2 separate regions of the Gossypium hirsutum genome follow, and region 2 is linked to region 1. A link is a contact called in public Hi-C data. All regions are on one chromosome and are shown on one strand. The core of a region is the stretch at or near the end of the contact, and the rest is flanking DNA. Distances in the headings are between cores, read along the strand shown.

The links. A called contact is a pair of places that touch in the nucleus more often than the background predicts.
Region 2: a Hi-C map of seedling shows a contact between it and region 1, with 2.2 times the contacts expected there. The contact joins two enhancer-like sites. A contact is called at or near these places in 3 of 34 Hi-C or Micro-C datasets (leaf and seedling).

Annotation. Positions count from the first base shown.
Region 1 is chrD08:16,614,712-16,617,894 of Gossypium_hirsutum_v2.1, forward strand. LOC107897862 reads left to right here. Exons shown (of 20, transcript XM_016823445.2): 20 at 25-1,101. The coding sequence ends at 687. Among protein-coding and RNA genes, the nearest start is that of LOC107897862, 22 kb to the left of the region's middle. Within about 2 kb of position 1,295, at least 1 of the 9 cell types and tissues checked has an H3K27ac peak or open chromatin away from gene starts, as enhancers often do.
Region 2 is chrD08:16,795,814-16,799,302 of Gossypium_hirsutum_v2.1, forward strand. No RefSeq gene overlaps it. Among protein-coding and RNA genes, the nearest start is that of LOC107906544, 37 kb to the right of the region's middle. Within about 2 kb of position 1,713, at least 5 of the 9 cell types and tissues checked have an H3K27ac peak or open chromatin away from gene starts, as enhancers often do.

The DNA.
Region 1 (3,183 bases), core at 45-2,544:
TCTGACCAGTCTAAATTGTTCCAGGCTCATGGGCGACCCACACTGAAGAACTTGGTTGAGGCTTGGAACAAAGTGTTGCAGAAGGAGGTGGAGCACACCCCATCAGCAAAAACAGATGCTACGGCTGCATTTTTGGCTTCTCTTGAGGAGCCCAAACTTACAAGCTTGTCAGAGGCAGGGAAGAAACCTCCTATTGAAATCCTTCCTCCTGGTATGTCAGCACTCTCAGCTTCAATTACAGTTAAAAAGAAACCTGCTCCGGTGACTCAGACTTCACAGCCACAAAGCAAACCATTGGCATTAGAAGCACCTCCTACTGGACCAGCTTCTGCTGCAGTACCTGGCACACCAATAGGAGCACCTCCTTCTGATGCACCAGATGCAACACCTGGTACGCCAATAGGAGCAGCAACTCCTGATGCACCAGCTGTGGCAGCAACAGGTGCAGCACCCGCATCCGAAGCAAGTGAACCTGCTCTAGTAGAAGAAGCTCCTAATTCATCAACAGGGAGCAATCCGGATCTGATTGCTTCTGCAGAAATGAACCCAGCAACATCTGCAAGTGATACAGAAGTACCAGATTCAGCTGTGATAAATAAACCATTGGCAGAAGTACCACCTGTGACACCAGATAGCCAGGAAACAAGTATTTCATCTACGTTAACAAGAAGCCAACCATTTGTTTGAGTCTATTGGGACTAGCTCATAATGGTTTATATTGATTCTTTCTGAGGCCAGGGAATAGTTGAATTTCATTTGTCCTGTGAAATGTTGTGAACTTGAATAGAAGGGATTGGTGTGAATATTATTCGTCTTTGGACCAAGGGGGAGGAGAAACACCTTTTACTTGATTTGTGGTTTAGTTTAAACCTATACGACCATGTCCCGTTCATGTCTTGCGTTTGAAGCAAACTAAATTTTCACGGTAAAAAAAACGCTCGGGAACTGTACACCTGACTTGTTTTTGTTGTAGGATTAGATTGGAATCATGTTGTAGAATACTGGAGAGTTGTACTCCAAGAGCCGCTGAATATTTGATTGAACTAACTGCGCTTTTGTCTTTTGGTTTAGAAATATATATCAAGCGTAGAGCATGCAAAATTATGATGTGTCCTATTCTACTCCTTGGGGCACATGCATATGCCTTTAGGGTTGTCTTATGGAATTCTACGATCTGCACTTTCGTTCGTTAAGAAACATTAAAATTTTAAGTGGTAAAGATTCATGTTATCCTTAAGCTTCACAATTAGATTAAAAACATATTACTCGCCGGTTCCAAGTACCAATAAACATGTAATTTGAGTAGCAAGTTTGGTTTGATGCTGTTATTGTTTTTAGATGTGATTTATGAAGGGATGCGGTAATGGGGAAGTTCCTTGGAACTGGAAAAGAAAAGTTGTTATGCCCATAATGTAAGCCCAGATATCAATCGGGGTTCTGCCTCCTGAAACAAAGGCACTACCGGAAAAGCAAAGCAATACATGTCAATAACTAATCTTACCACTCACGCATGAATGATAAACGAGGCATGGCATAATACTTGAGACAAGAAGTTACTCTTATCCTTCTAGCTGTTTCTATTTTCTTTCCATCTTTTTTTTTTGTTTGTTTGTCTTTATAGAATTTTACTTCTTTAAGTATCACAATATTTCAAAATCCCTTGGACATCCGTAAAACATAAACAAAACCAAAACAAATGGTTTTCTTGAAATGCAAGCTTGTTAAATCCAACAAATAAATCAACCCAATTAATAACCATTAAGAATTAGCAAGTCGTTACATCAGATGCATTACCTTTGGTTCTGATATCACTGATGAAATTTGTACACAGATTCATAATATTGTGATATGTGTTGATGAAACCTCTAAACAAAATCTTATTTGTCATTCATGGTTTCAACTCAATCTGTAGTGAAAGTAAACATACATGAATAATATTATACAATTAATTGAATTACGAGATAAATCTAGGGTCTGTTTGATTGAAGAAATTAATTTTTCGGAAAATCATTTCTAACTTTTCCAGCGTTTGATTGGCGGAAAATATTTTTCATTTGGAAAATGAACTCCAAAACAAGGGAAAATGAGTTACATTTTAGGGAAAATGTCTTACCCTTTCAATTTCCGTAAGACATTTTCCGTGCTCTCCTCTCTATCGCCTCCTTCATTCCTTCATTTCCGGTAGAAAATTGCTTCTGTTTATCGATTTTCTAGTAACTTTTTTTTAATTATTCAATACTTGTTTTTTTAACACAATTACAAATAACTTATTTGATATTAATTTTTTTCAATTTATAACGATTAATATTGTAGCTTAATAATTGAGTATTATTATAAATAAATCATTGCAATTTTTGTAAAAATAATTTAAAATATAAAAATTTATTAATACATATCAATATATGTAAAAACAATTTTTTCGAAAAATATTTCTAGGAAATCTGTCAAACGGCCGAAAATATTTTACACAGATTCAATCAAACACCAGAAAATATTTTCCAGTAAATCATTTTACAGAAAAGTAAAACATTTTCCCGAAATCATTTTACGAAAAATATTTTACTGGCAATCAAACAGACCCCAAATAAAGAAATTGGTTTAGACATATTTGGCTACATTTTCCTTTTTTCAAATCTTTAGAGAGTGATAATCAAGAAACCATGTCTGACTCGATTTAACCTAAAAAGACAAGTCAAGAAATTTACTTCCTGAGATGTTGTAATTCTATTGGTATCGTTCTAATCACAAATACATAGATCAACCAATCACCTTGAGGTATTTAAGAGATCTTGAGTAACACAAGTGTTTTGCCTCCACCTTAGGTAGTGAAAAACCTTTACTTTACACTTTGTTCCAACTTTGATATTCAATTTACTGTTAGAACAAATAACTTGGCTTGTAGTTGAAAAATAATTTCGTTCAACTTCTATTAGAACATGGGTTTGGAAGGGATAGATTTTTAACAAGATAGAACAAGATGCAAAGCAAGGAGAGATAACACGTAATATACGTTAACGCAGTTCAAATTCACCAATCTTACTATTCGAAGCGTCGCTTAGACAATGGTTTTATTCCACAATTTGTTGGACCAACTATTGCCTAAAGCCCAAACTATCCTTACACCAATTGATATTTGCATTCTCAATATTGAACCCATATTGTTACAAATCAACTTCCCAAAAT
Region 2 (3,489 bases), core at 463-2,962, 180 kb after region 1:
CGATTAAATGTGTCGTCTGATTCGCTGATCTTTGGATATACTTGAATCGTATGGTTTGAGAATTTGTTGCGAACTGCTTGATATCTCTGATGTATGCCCCCGATTTCTACTTTATCCTCAGCAGTAGAATTACATTTCTTGATAATAACTAATGCATCTCCTTCTATTTCAACCTTCCTCGCCCCCATTTGGATACCCAATCTCACTGCCCGAGTACATGCACAAGCCTCAGCAAAAAAGGGGGATGCAATCGCCTCTTCCAAAGTTGCTTGCGAGGCCAGAACCTCACCTCTATCGTTTCGAGCAATCAGTCCCGATGCCAATCAGAACATTTCACGATTGTAGGCCGCATCAAAGTTAATGTGAATAAATCCAGACTCCGGAGGTTTCCAACGCACATAAAGAAACTGTTTGGTGATTCCTCACCCCCAACTCTTCAAATTCCCTAATACATTTGATAGTCTGTTCAGCAATTCCTCTGCCTGAAATGCTTTTGCGTTCTTGGATTTTCCTATTTCTTTCAGTCCAGATAACCCAGGTCGCACAACAAAATAGTTGACATTGATAGTTTGATGCTCTGCGAAACACCCAGGTAAGCCAATCACACAGCACCAGATTCACTTCCGAGGAAACCCACTCAAGATCTAAGTGTTTCCATGCTTCAATTAAAATAGCACACTCTCTAAACACGTGGTCAGTGGTCTCCAGTCTCCACTCCCATTTCACAGCGTGGACAGATAGTGTTGACTTGAAGCCTTCTGTGATGTAGGTTGGATAGGGTTGGTAGAAAATTCCAGGAAATTTTCCATAATGTAATTTTTTGTTTTGGTAGCAAGTTTGAGGGACCAAAGGTTTTTTGTAAAATTTTGTCAAATTATTCCATACCTCAGTAGGAAAGTCGCTTGAATGTTCAAGCAAAAACTTGTATCCACTCCAAACCGAGTACTCGCCAAAAGATTCACCCTTCCGCACCAAAAACTCATCGTGTACCACTGAAGCTAAAGGGATTCTCAAAATTCCTCTTGCATCAAACTCAAAAAAGGTATTCGCAATAACTTCAGCTCTCCATGTTCTTGAACTACTATCAATTAAATATGAAACCTTAGTGACATTACAATTGTTGACTACCTCTATACTTAAAAAAAATTTTAGCTCCTGGGATCCGAGCATCGCCAACAATAGATATCTTGTCCCCCTTCCCACCTGCCAACGAAGTCCCTTATCAAGGAGGCCTCTTGATGCTCAGATACTATGCCAGGTATAGGAAAGTAGATTCCCTAACCTTGCTTCTATAAAGTCACAATTCGGGTAACATTTGGCCTTTAAAACACGTGCTAACAATGAATTCTAGTTGCAAATGAAACGCCACCCTTGTTTTGCTAACAACACGAGATTAAATTTCTCAAGATTACCAAAACCCAAACCTCTCATTTCTTTTAACTTACATAAACCATTCCAAACACACCAATGAATACCCTTTTTACCATGACTTTTTTACCACCAAAATTTAGCTATTATGTTCTCCAAATCTTTATACAGTGATTTCGGTAACAAAAACCACATCATAGAATAAGTTGGAATGGCTTGAAGGACAGCTTTAATAAATACCTCCTTCCCCTCTTGAGACAAAAAGCGAGTGCTCCAACTATCTATCTTCTTTTTGATCTTATCTTTTAGGGTTTGAAAAGCTAACCACTTTCGTCATCCCACTACATTTGGAAGCCCCAAGTATAGCTCTGGGTTATTCGAAACCTTTACCCATAAGGTTCTCGAAACTAAAAGCTTCTCACTCTCGCTAGTGTTCGTATTGAAGAAAACCTTGGACTTATTGTAGTTGATACATTGACCTGAACATCTCTTGTATTCATTAAGAACCTTTTTCAAAACATGAACACCCCTTTCATTTGCTTCACCAAATAAGATACAATCATCAGGAAAAAGCAAATGCGAAACTTGTGGTCCCCTTTGACTAACCTTGACCCCTTTTAACAACCCTTTTCTCAAAGCACATTTCATTAAGATAGTCCTTCACTACAAAACAAAAAGAGAAAGGGACTCAAAGGATCCTCTTGTCGTAACCCTCTGCTTGGTTGAAAGACCTTCCCAACTTGCCCATCAATGATCACTGAATACTGAACTGAGGATATACATTGCATAATCAAATCAATCCACGACAAAGCAAACCCCTTCCTCTTCTTCATAACTCAAAGAAAATCCCACTCCACCCTATCGTATACTTTGTTCATATCAAGCTTTAAAGTTATAAATTCTTTTTTCCTGGCCCGTTTCTATTTTAGAATGTAAAACCTCATAAGCTAGTAGCACATTATTTGAAATCAATCTCTCTAGCACGAAGGCACTTTGAGTACTATCAATGCAATAATCTAACACTCTTTGAAACCTATTAGCTATTACTTTTGCTATCAACTTGTAAATTACTGTACATCATCTAATAAGTCGAAAGTTTTTTAAATGCATTGCATGTGGGACTTTCGGGATTAAAAAAGTGTTTGTGGAATTCAAAGAATCCAAAGCAATACCTTCATTCAACAGCTTTAAACAGAGAGCAATAACTTTCGTCCCTACGACATGCCATCATCGTTGAAAAAACAAAGCTAGGAAACTGTCATCGCCTGAGGCTTTTGTCAGCCCTATCCCTTTCAATGCAACCACTGTTCATCCTCAGTATACCATTCCATCAACATTGAATTGGCTTCATTCGAAGTACAGCTTCCCACTCCTCCTTATATATGATTTATATCCCTCACTCCATTTGTCGTGAAAATCTCTTGGAAATAAGAACGAGCCACTTCTTCCATCATCCCCCTATTTTGTTTGTTCTTCGGCTGTGTGAAGCAAAATTATGAAAAACTTTTATGGTCTTATCACCCAATCTTAACCAATTAGCTTTAGCCTTCTACTCTCAAAACATTTCATCTTTGTCAATTTACAAATTTAATTGGATTCTTGATCAATCAATTCTACAAGATTCTTATCGTCCCGTTCCTTCTCCAGTAGCTCCCCCAATTTATTCGTCAACTCCTCCTTAAACCTAACCCTCTACTTCTTGATTAATTTTGCCCACTCTATTAAGTCCTTCACTTGCTCCAGCTTACTCCATGCATCTCCAATACCTTTTGCCCATAAACCATTTACCTCCTATATTCCTTCATTACCCACCAAGCTTCAAATCGGAATTTTTTTAGCTTATTATTTGACTCCTTTTGCTCAAGAGAAACATGGATAAGACAATGATCAGAATATGAATGTGGGAGATGGCGAACCCCCATATTAGGAAATAAAGTCATCATTCCATCATTTGCAACACCCCTACCTAACCGTTCTCTTATGTTTGTTTTCGGCAAATTCCCCCTTCTAAGTAAACCATGGTCCAGAATAACCTACATCCACCAATTGACATTCCTTTAGAACTTCCCGTAACAACTCCATTCTCCTCTCACCTCTTGGTAACCCTCCTTTCTTTTCAAA